Linked DNA regions of Mus musculus: region 1 is linked to region 2. The links are chromatin contacts, called in public Hi-C maps. All regions are on one chromosome and are shown on one strand. The core of a region is the stretch at or near the end of the contact, and the rest is flanking DNA. Distances in the headings are between cores, read along the strand shown.

Evidence for each region. A called contact is a pair of places that touch in the nucleus more often than the background predicts.
Region 1: a contact with region 2 is called in a Hi-C map of bone marrow-derived macrophages, with 72 read pairs. The contact joins two enhancer-like sites. A contact is called at or near these places in 13 of 484 Hi-C or Micro-C datasets (B cells, the C10 cell line, the C2C12 cell line and 10 more), 6 of 115 datasets of contacts at active chromatin or transcription factors (the 230-238 cell line, the HPC-7 cell line, bone marrow-derived dendritic cells and 3 more) and 1 of 9 other capture datasets (embryonic stem cells).

The regions. Positions count from the first base shown.
Region 1 is chr12:100,087,065-100,093,122 of GRCm38.p6, reverse strand. No RefSeq gene overlaps it. Among named protein-coding and RNA genes, the nearest start is that of Psmc1, 20 kb to the left of the region's middle. Within about 2 kb of position 3,367, at least 26 of the 459 cell types and tissues checked have an H3K27ac peak or open chromatin away from gene starts, as enhancers often do. A contact at or near this core is called in bone marrow-derived macrophages, microglia and peritoneal macrophages, where this site is marked.
Region 2 is chr12:100,003,839-100,009,244 of GRCm38.p6, reverse strand. All of the region lies in intron 2 of Kcnk13 (potassium channel, subfamily K, member 13), which reads right to left. Among named protein-coding and RNA genes, the nearest start is that of Kcnk13, 42 kb to the right of the region's middle. Within about 2 kb of position 3,759, at least 51 of the 459 cell types and tissues checked have an H3K27ac peak or open chromatin away from gene starts, as enhancers often do. A contact at or near this core is called in bone marrow-derived macrophages, microglia and peritoneal macrophages, where this site is marked.

The sequences.
Region 1 (6,058 bases), core at 2,118-4,617, 84 kb before region 2:
ATTGCTGCCATTTACGATGGCTCACTCTCTGCGCCGCGCATCTTACCTGCATTAGTTAGTGTATCATAACAGCAATATCAGGAGACTGTGTTGTCATCGAATCGCAGCTCCAGAAAGGCTGTGTAACTAGCCTGGGGTTATCCAGGGTCCCTGAACTCCAAGTACCTTCCAACATGTCCCTTCCTCAGGCTGTGTGGCAGCTTTGTATATATCCACTCTTAGAGTGCTTCCTCTTGGGGGATTTGACTTACGAAAATCCTTTTAGGTGCCAGACCACACCTACTGATGTGCATATTATTATTTTTTGTTTTGTTTTATTGTTGTTATTGTGCATGTGACATATGTATAAATGTCAAAGAACGATCATGGATGCTGGTCCTCACCTTTCACCGTGTTTTGAGATAGGGTTTCTTGTTTGCTGTTTAGGTAACTGGCCCATGAGCTTCTGGGAATTTGTCTCCACCTCCCAGTGGACAGCATAGGACAGTCATATGCCACCTTTTATAGCCGCCTGGAAACAGAGTTGTCAATCACTGAAGGAAGGTCCCCAGCAGCTCTCTTGTGGAATGTACCTTTCTGGGAAGTGGCACTCTTGGGTCATTTTAAAGAGGTGGATTATTTTCCTATTGATGCTGAAGATGTGTGCATAAGGAAGGTCCCTAGAGTGGAAGACAGGAGCGCTTGATTCCCTAGAAAGATAACAATCACTCGTGTGGATGTATAAAGTCCCCCGTGTAGCCTTACTCAGGGATGCCTCTGTCCTCAGGACCTCTGGTGGGGCCTGAGGAGGTTTGGTCCTGGAGTACCACCACACCTGGGTAAGCAGCACAAATGGCACCAAGCCCTGCTGCAGCCTCTCACAGCATCAGTACCAGGCAGTCTTTGCCAACTCCTAAGGGATGTGAGAAGGTGGCCAGCTGTGTGTAGTCCCCTCTGCAGGGAACCAGTCAACCCCAGGCCTCTTAGTTGCACCCTAGGGAGCTGAGGAGCCAGCCTTGATTCCAGGCCCTCCCAGGAAGCATATTGGGAGACTTGGGTTGATACAGCACCCAAATGACTGCTGTTGGAACCACCTCATGAGAGCTGCCCTGCCCCCACGGAGGCACACGTGGGGCAGTGCCAGAGCTGAGCTGCAGAGGTGTATGATCTAGGAGCTTACTCGGCCTCCTCAGGTTGACACTAAAGTCTCACTTCCAAGACTGGTGAGAACGAAGCTCTGAGACCAGCTGCCTCTTTCAAGTCCTCCGCGCTAGAAGGGGGAGTCCAGCTTGATCCCTTTCTTCAAAGTCAGTCTTCTGGCTGTAGGCTTTTCTTTCTTTTTCTTTTTCTTTTTTTTAATTTATTTACTTATTATATGTAAGTACACTGTAGCTGTCTTCAGACACACCAGAAGAGGGTGTCAGATTTCGTTAATGATGGTTGTGAGCCACCATGTGGTTGCTGGGATTTGAACTCAGGACCTTCGGAAGAGCAGTTGGTGTTCTTACCCGCTGAGCCATTTCACCAGGCCCTGGAGGCTTTTCTTTGGATGGCTCAGAGTACTGGTGGTAGGTGATTGTTGGTGGTTTGACTAGAGGGGTTATGGGCAGCTGAGAAACCTTGAGACTGTGGCTACAGTTAGCTACTGACATTTGTACTCTTCTCCTTAATGCTCTTTCTGAAGAGGCTGGAATCTGCAGGCTCCAATGATCACTCTTTTAACCTAGCAACAGGCCCAGTGTGGGGAGCCACAGCGATCCCAGGGGTACCCGCTCAGCTTAGCAGAAACCGATCCTCTTCCCTGATTCTTGATGTGTCTACCACTGGCTTCCATATCCCTCTACTTCCCAGCACAGTTAGAGTTGGAAGTTCCAGGTTAGTGTGTAATGTTACCTGTTCACCGTCCATCTAGGACGACACACTAGGACTTCTCCAAGGATGAGGACACACAAGTTTTTTCCACCACCATGTCCTGCTGTGTGGCAGAGGGACACCATGAAGGAAGATGAGTGATCCAGGCTGCATGATGGCTTTGGACCCCTCTCCTTGCTCTTGAGTGGAGAGAGAACCAAGGTGATAGCAATGGAAATTTGTGACATGGTGACAACGAGAGAGGGAGGTGGCCTCTGATGCTCTGAGCCTGACAGAATTTGCATGTTGGGAGTAGGGGGATACCCTAGAAGTCAAAGGCGTCAGACAGTTGTGATGCATGCTCTGACAAGCCCAGGGGCAGCTCTAGAAATAGAATGTACCCCTGGTCCTGCCGGTCATGGCCTCTTACCTGGTGAGGTTTATATCGGTGGTCCTGGTCACTATGACTTACCTCTCAATTACAGAGCTATCCATCATGAGCCAGAACTGGAAAATGTGGCCTTGGGAGTCTACTCCCTCTTTGCTCTGTTCTTTCCTCTTCCATCCTGACACCCTGATTTCTGATCCTTTCTCTTGGCCAACTCTTCCTTCCCTGCTTCCTGCTGGTAGACTGCGTATTGGATCCCAGGCTCTATGTCTCTCCAGTCAGTTCTGTTTAAGCTTATGAGGGCAGGAATCTTCCCCTCATTCTCATTTCCATGGACAACGTAGGCAGCTTCCACATGGACAGCTTGGCGCACCCTCCGGAGTTGGCTCCTGGTACCAGAGGCTGAGAACTATGCTTGCTTAGTGATGGAAACCGGTGACACAGGTCCATAGGGGAAGGGGACAGTATTTGGGAGCTGAGTACTGAGGAAACAGTCTTCTAGATGTATCATTCTAGCAGCCACTGAGGCAAAGAGGCAACTGGAACTATTGCCAGGTGTGATGGTTTGTATATGCTCAGCCTAGGGAGTGGCACAATTAGAAGGTGTGGCCCTGTTGGAGTAGGTGTGTCACTGTGGGTGTGAGTTATGATTCTCATCCTGGCTGCTTGGAAGCCAGTATTCTGCTAGCAACCTTCAGATGAAGATGTAGAACTCTCAGTTCCTCCTGTACCATGCCTGCCTGGATGCTGCGGTGTTCCCGTCTTGATGATAATGGACTGAACCTCTGAACCTGTAAGTCAGCCCCAATGAAATGTTGTCCTTATAGGAGTTGCCTTGGTCATGGTGTCTGTTCACCGCAGTAAAACCCTAACTTAGACACCAGGCTCAGGAGAAAATTGGCACCTACATATAAGTGAAGGCTGAAGGAGGCTGGCAGTTCCCTCCCAAAATGCATCCTGGAAGTTTCCTAGAAATGCAGAGTTCTGGGGCCACTCATGGAGGTCCTCCTTCAGCAGGACATGCTGTATAAAAACCCTTGCCAGCCAAGCTTGGTGGTGTAGGCCCGTAACCTCCTAGGGGGGGAGCCTGAGGTGGGAAGATTATATAACTGGATTATAGAGCCAGCTCCAGCCAGCCAAACAATTTAGTAAGATTTTGTCTTCATTTGAAAATACAAACCAGTCTGGGTGTAGGTCACTGATGGAGTGCTTTGCCCCGGGTTCAATTTCTAATAATGGGGAAAGAAAAAAACAAAACAAAACAAAAAAACAATGCAACCCAAATGACCTCTAAGCCCTGACCGCAAACATCCCCTAATTGAAGAAAAGTTGCTGTCCAAAGCTGGAGCTGAGTGCGTAGGAGATTTGAGAAAGGAAGTGTTGAAAGGCTCCAGGCTGAGTAGAATCTTCTAGAAAAGTGGAAGTATGATTCAAATATTCTGTGGAGTTTAACGCCAATTTAGAGATAACATTACTTTTCTCCAGAAGCATTACAGGACAAATGTGTCATCTTCTTTCCCAACAAGGGAAGGGAGGGGTGAACATAACTGCTGTTTGATTTTTGTTGTGTGACAGAGCGCTCCTATAAGAAGCAACTGGGAGTACAGGTTTATTTTAGCTCACAGTTCCGTGTTACAGCCCATCTCTGAGAGGAAGGCAAAACAGAAGGGGCTTGAGACAGCTGGTCACATCACACCCACAGCCAAGAGTACGGAGAGAATGAATGGGTCCATGCTTTGAGCACTCAGCTCTCCATTTGGAAAGCAGAATCCTGATGAAACGTCCCAATGATGAAGCCAGTATGATGGACCAGGCCACATCTGTCCAGATGGCTGGACAGATGCAGTCCTTCCTGGAAGATGGGTACATTAAGAGTATTCCACTCCCTTCTCTCCAAGGAAACATGAATTTCTAAAGAAGAAACAGATCTCGGCATGCATTGTACAAAAGAGGATGAGAAGATGAAGTCAGAGATACCAGAGGGCTTGAGGATTGGCTGCCCAGGTCAGAGGCCAAGGGCCACTGGCAGAAACCAAGCTGAGCCATCTGTTGGGGGATCGCATGATCTTGCCCCACTAAGTTCTGTCCTGTCTACTGTGTGTGAGTGTCGAGGGTCATTTGGTGCTTGAGTGTGTTGTCACATCAGAGCAGTTCAAGCGGCACACCTTTCTGAGATGCCCGCAGTGTACTGTCCCCAGACCGAGTGCTCCCAGAAAGCAAGACTGGACAGGACCCACCTTGACTTCAGAGCTCAGGATGCAGTGCAGGAGACAGCCCACCCACATACAAGGAAAGTGGGTGTCTACTACACAAGGGCTTTGTCCCCAAGACCGTCTTGAGGATCAGTGCTTTGTGGGAAGGGCTCACAGAACTCACAAGAGCCGATGAACTCACAGTTGTAGCTTATTACCCAGACAGGAAAGATTAAAACCTGCAAAAGCCAGCGATGCATAAGGGGGCGGTACATACAGTGCCAGATGCGTGCTTTCAGGGTCCTGTCCTAGAGGAGTCCCACATTGCTTCTCTCATCAATGATGTGTGACAATATGTGCAGAGCTGGTCAGATGAACCTTGACATTCAGGGTGTTTATTACAGGTTGGTTACAGGCCCTTGGTCACCCATATGACTTGTGAGATATTCAGCTATTGTCCTCCTGGGAACTCTGGCAAATGCTGCATGGCCCAAGACCTTTGCTGTTACTTGTGTTGGCAGCATAAAGTGTCTGGATGGCCCAAGGCTCCTGATAAACACGGACACTCTTAGCAGGCAGTGCATTGCCGGGGTTTAGAGGCTATCTCCAGGGAGCTGGGTAAAAGCCAGATCTTTCTTTGGGATCTGTCAGGCCCTTCTATTCACACACCAGTGTGCACCACAGACCTGGTGCCTGACTGGATAGGGATGAGCGAAGGGAAGGAGGGCCCAGAAGGACCCTCAGACTTCTGGGTGGATTGGGATGGACAGGAGAGGAGGCCATGCTGAGTGGCTGCCTGCTTCAGTTTACCAATAGTCTGTTTTAGTCTCCCGAGACCATAGGCACCCACCCAATGAATTATTTAAAAAGTGAACAACTGGGAGAAAATGGCGCCAGTCCTCCTTTTCAGACTCTGTCCCCTGGGGCATCTTGTTTATGGGATGAGTCCAATGGTTATCCCAAGACCTGAGCTGCTCCGTGTGAGCTCCCCTCCTTAAGTTTCCAGAGAGAATTCCAGATAATAGATAAACACTGTCCCCTGAAAGGAGAAGAGGCATTTCCTCATTCATTATGTGTGGGGTGGGACTTCAATATGGCCAAGGACAGAAGCAACCGGTTAGTAGGAGAGAAGATGCTCCACCCACTGTGGTTGAGCCTAGACCTGCTGGAGAGCTTCCTACCGGGGAACATGGCTTCTTACAGGCGGCCTCTCTCAAGGCAGTGACATCAGAGATCAGGATGCTTCCTTTGAATGGGTTTTGCTTACTAGAACACCAAAATAGGGTACTGCCTGCAACTCATGCTCTAATCCGACGAGGAAGAGAAGCCAGGGAGTAGGAACGGAGGGTGTCTAGAGCCACCCTCCCGTCTGTGAAATATTTCAAGGTAAATCGTACCCATGCACATATTTTCATGTCATAACAACTTCAAATAATGCATAGAAAAACCATCCCTCACAGGAAGCAGAGCCTCATTCTCTCTTATGGTGTGTGGGCCAGACATAGTGATTTGTTTCCAAGGAACCCAATATGGAAAGTGAGAAACAGTAATTTCTCAGTGGACAAACATAGGGAACACTGTCTTATTCAAGGGCCAAAGTTAACATGAGTTCTGTCAAAGTGTGTTCATGAGGCACCTCTATGGGCTT
Region 2 (5,406 bases), core at 2,510-5,009:
AGTCTATGACAGGCACGTACTGTATTTTATTTGTCCCTCCCCGTATGGGACATTTAAACTGGAGCTGATTTCCCACTGCCGCTAATGTATTTCCAAATAAGGCTACTTCTAGATTAAGCATTTTCTCTTTAGAATTGAGTTGCAGAAGTGAAATCTCTGAATATTAGGGTATACATACACACACACACACACACACACACACACACCAGAGCTGAGCTGATGGTAGAGAAAATTTATGTGAATTTATACATATACATGAGACAGGATCTTACTATACCATCCTGGATGGCCTGGTACCCAAGCTATCCTCAAACTTCAACCATCCTCCTGCCTACCTCCCTGAGTGCTGGGATCACAGGTATACACCATTGTGCTGGCTTAGGTATGAATATGTTTTAAAACTTTTCACTGGTAACCTGCTGTTGCTTTCCAGCTGGGTTGATCTTAGGGATCATGTGTGAAATGCTGGGCTTTGTTTGAAACTGGATATTCGCCAGCTGCCTAAAGCCACAATAAAACCAAAAGAGCACAAACCAGCAACTCCTTAGAGCTAATCTTAAAACTCACAGATGGGGCAGGGGAAGCTGGAGAGATGGCTCAGCAGTTAAGAACACTTGTTCTTACACGGGACACAGGTTCAGTTCCCAGTACCCATGGAAGCTGGAGAGATGGCTCAGCAGTTAAGAACACTTGTTCTTACACGGGACACAGGTTCAGTTCTCAGTACCCACAGGACAGCTCACAACTATCTAAAATACCAGTTCCAGGGCATCCAGTGCCCCTTCTGACCTCTGCAGGTTCCTGTACATACATGGTGTATATGCACACACTCAGGCACACACACACACACACACACACACAAATCATTATCGAAACCTGGAAAGATAAAAATCCCTGAGTTTGATCCCACAAACCCATGGTTTTTTTGTTTGTTTGTTTGTTTGTTTTTTGTTTTTAAATCAAATCCTGTGTTAATTCTTTGTAATCCCAGCTTCAGGAAGGTGAGGCAGACGGCTTCCTAGGGTTTTCTGGTCAGACAGCCTAGCCTCCTTTGAGAATTCTAGGCCAGTTTGTTCTCTGGCTTCTACAAACACACACACATGAACAGACAGACAGACAGATAGACACACACACACACACACACACACACACACACACAGAGTGTCACAGCAGAACGGATAGAGGGGAAATGCAGGCATTGGTCTGTGGTACTATTTTCCCTTCCATACACTCTTGGGAAGCCTTCTCATCCAGTCCAGGAACTGGAGTGCTGGAAAGATCTAGGTAGATTTCCCAGCCACAGGCTTCTCACCTCACATCTCCCAGTGGTCTCATGAGGCTTCTCTCAGAGGCACACAATGAACTGTCAGGACTGAAGCAAGACGGCCTAGGCTCCCTTTGTGTTGCTTTGGTTGCATGTCTTAGAGTGCAGTGCTGCTCTGTCAAGGAACCGGTGAGACACAAACCCTCACCTAAGAATTTGTTCTACTGAAGGAAGCACAGCCACGCCCACTGAGCAACAGCTGGTTTGGTTTGCTAGGACAGCCACAGCAAAGTTCCCTAGCCTGGGCTGCTGAAATGACATTACCGTCTGGAGACTGTGAGCCCAGAGAGTGAATCCGAGATCAAGCTATCACCAGGGCTGAATCCAGCTGAGGATGCAATCTGTGGCTTCTCCTGTCCACTTTCTAACTCAACTTAATGACTTTATCAAACCCTCTATATCCAACTACAGCCACATGTTGAGATTTCAACCTGCAGACAGGTAGGGGGACCATTTGAACCCTAACAAAAGGAATCAGGACAGGCTAAGACCTACATAAGAGATGTGGTTAATTCCAAGCCAATGGCTCTACTCTTTTTTCAATGTCACCTAGGGGGGCTTTAGCAAATAGCTAAACCAGCAGCCTCCAGAGGTCCTGGTGTAAAAATGGTCTGTGGAAGGCCCTGGCATAGACTCTCTTCTAAGCTCCTTGGCAATTCTAATGTTCAACCAACCCGAGAATCTCATATAATTGAAATTCTATGTGGAGATCTCAGTTGCTCTTGTTCTAAACCGCCATGCTGTCTGCCCAGGAGGACATAATGTGCTCTTAAGTACATAGAAAACCTTCCAATCAGCAAGACACCCAGCAGCCGGGGGCACTGAGTGCTCTGTTCATGTGCACCCAGCTTGCTGGACTTTTTCATGCTTTTATTAGAGCACTTAGTCACTGTCGAATGCCTAAGACACAAGGCACTCTATACCAACGTGACAAGCCAGTAATGGACTCCTCACCAAATGTCCATTTCCTGAAACCTATAGATGATTAATTACCCAAGTGTGCTCAGACCTTAAAAACCCAAATACTTGGGTCTAGGGAGGTTTCAAAAGTCACATGCCATTCCAGTCCACTTTTGGTTTCCTGCTTGTGGTTTGAGATGTGAGCTCTCAGCTACTCCTGAGGCTGGGCCTTCCCCCTGTTGCCAAAATGTCCAACAAACTCCCATCCCTCTGGAATCATAAGCACAAATGGATCTTTCCTTCTGTAAGTTGCCTTGGCCAGGCATTTTATCCCCACACTCTTAAAGTAACCAATACAGTTGTCTCCTTCACATCCCTTGGCTCATGGCTCCTGCCTCCACATTCAAGCTCATGTCCAATCTTCAGATTTCTTCTCATCTTCTGTTCTGGCACATCTCTTCTGACTCGAACTCCTGTGTCTTATGCCCTTGTGACTGCCGCAGGCCCACAGGATAACACAGGATCTTCTCTCCATTCCTGGTTCCTTAGTTTGATCATTTCTGCACAGTACCTTTTTTTTTTTCCAATTCATCTGTTTTAGGGGCTAGGATGTGGACACAGAGGGGGTCATTCTTCAGGATGTGTGGCAGAAGGCATTCAATGAGTTGAGTGGCATTGTCAAATAAAATTCCATCCCCATTTGCCTATTTAAACAAGCCTTGGTAGGTAGAAAATAATGAATAAAATTGAACCCAAACTAACTTTTAAAACGTAGTCAGTTAACAATGCATCAATTAGAAAAGTTGCAAATCTCTTACAGGGATGTATTTTCAATGAACTTTTAATTTTGAGTAAGTACCCAAATACTCCTGTGCTTTTGATCATTATTATCAAGCGAGGAGTTGCTCAATTAGAAAGAAATCTTACGGGAAAAAAATGCAAGCTTTATAATCACAGGAGAAGTTGTAAAAAATAAATTTCAACTTCTGCTTTTGATATAAAGTAATCGTAATCAGTCACAAACTTAAGTATAAAACACGCTGTGTCATCATGAATTTCTGGAGAGACGGAAGGACATTCGGTTTCAAAAAGAAAATAAGACAATATAAAATTTATGTTAAAGTTACTGGCTCAAGTATTTTACATGTGGTTTATCGATAACCACACTGCTTTGCCATCAAGACTTAATTGGGTTTATTTTTAACGTGTAATAGTTTGTGCCTAAAAATCCATTCCACCAATTATTTACATTTATGATAAAACCAGGTTGGTAACTTAAAAAAGGAGAGGGGGCAAGTTTTCTAAAATCCATTAAAGAGAGGTACAAGAAAGGCCTGAGAGTTACTGCAGATGGGGGATGATGGGTCAAAGAGCTGCATTGCTTTAGCTCCTGAGAAAGGTAGTTGGCTCAAACACTAGTGATGAAGAATTCTCTTTGTCCTTTGGTCAGAGGGCACCTCAAAATAGCCACATCAGCTACACTGAAAACAAGAAGAGGGGTTGCCCAGACACCCTAATTTCACTTCTTACTCATTTCCTTCCCTATTCTGCCCAGGCTTTGGGCAGTTAACCATGCCCATGACCCTCACAAGAGTCACCGGTGCTGAGACGAGGATCTTTAATGACTTCTAACGCTAAGTCATGAACCAAGTGCACAGGACTACCGAGCAAGCTTGTCAACTCTGGTTTCCAAGAAACCAGGAAATCAGGAAACCAGGAAACCGGCTCATCTCCAAGCTTTTTTATGGAAGTATTTTCATGAGCGTAAGGTAGATTCAATGATTATTCTGAGTAAATAGAGGTGGCTAAAACTCGGTGAGTTCTTGGCAAGGATCACTTGGCTATCTTCACTGGGATGACACACATCCAAATCAACACACATCCACATCAACAGCAGCAGACAACCCAATTTAAACATAGACAAAGGATATGATGTAGATGTCCCCCAAAGAAGACATACAGGCGGCCTACCAACATTTGAGAAGATGCTCAATACCATCAATGACCTGGAAAATATAAGTTACAAGCACAGTAAAAACAAAACAAAACAAAACAAAACAAAAAAAACAAACAAACAAAAAAAACCCACTAGGATGGCTATTAATTTAAAAAAAGTATTAATGTAAGAAATGAAGAACCAGAGCTGCTCAGAATGTGGAGAACTTGGAAGCCTCGAGGGTTGCTGATAGATGTTGCAATGGTTGGTTTGTCAACTTGACACGGCCTAGAAATCACCAGGCCGGTGGGCATGTCTGTGAGGGATTGCCTTGACTGGTTAACTGGTATGGGAAGGACACAGGCTGGAAGTGGATGGATGGCACCATTCCCTGGTTTGGGGCCCTGGGTTGTATAAGAATAGAGAGACAGCTATCGGAGTAGCAAGCAGGCATGCATTCAGTTTCTGCTTGACTGCAGGAATGGCCAGCGGCTTCAAAGCTCTTCCTTGATGTCTCTGCAACGGGGGACCATAACCTGGAGTTGTACACGGAATAAACTCGCTCTTTCTTCAAATTGATCTGTCAGGGCATTTTATCACAGCAACAGACATGACTCTAAAACATGTAAAATTTGTCACAGAATTTAGGGCAACTCCTCAAATTCTGGCAGATCCCCACAAATATTGATACAAGAACACGTAAAAACGTGTGTGTTGTGGTGGTTTGAATGATAATTGCTCCCGATAGTCTCTGGCATTTAAATACCAGTTCTCCAGCTGCTGGTGCTGTTTGTGCAGGGTGGGACGTGTGGCTTTGCAGGAAGAAGTATGTTTCATGGGGTGTGCTTGGAGTGTTTAAAGATTGGAGCCATTGCTAGTTTGCCTCTGACATGCCTCTCTGCTTGATCATCATGGACCCTTACTCTCTGGAACTGTAAGTCCTGCCTGGCTTTCAGGAAACTTTAGGCGGCTACGGTATGGAAAGACCAGAGGAGTCCTCTGAGTGTTTTTAGTTTTGACCCAAGAAGCAGTTACAAGGATTCAGTGAGTAGTTTATGCACCAGCTGCAGCACAAGGTCCCAGCAGGGGGCTTCAGATTCATAAGTTTGGCTGTATTTTATGTCTTATCTCTCTAAAGATATGATTGGAAGGCAGGCATAGAAGAATGTGCTTGGACTTCTTGCAGTTAATGAAACAGAGAGAGGGAGAGGGAGGGGAAGGGGGAGGGGGAGGGGGGAGGAGGAGG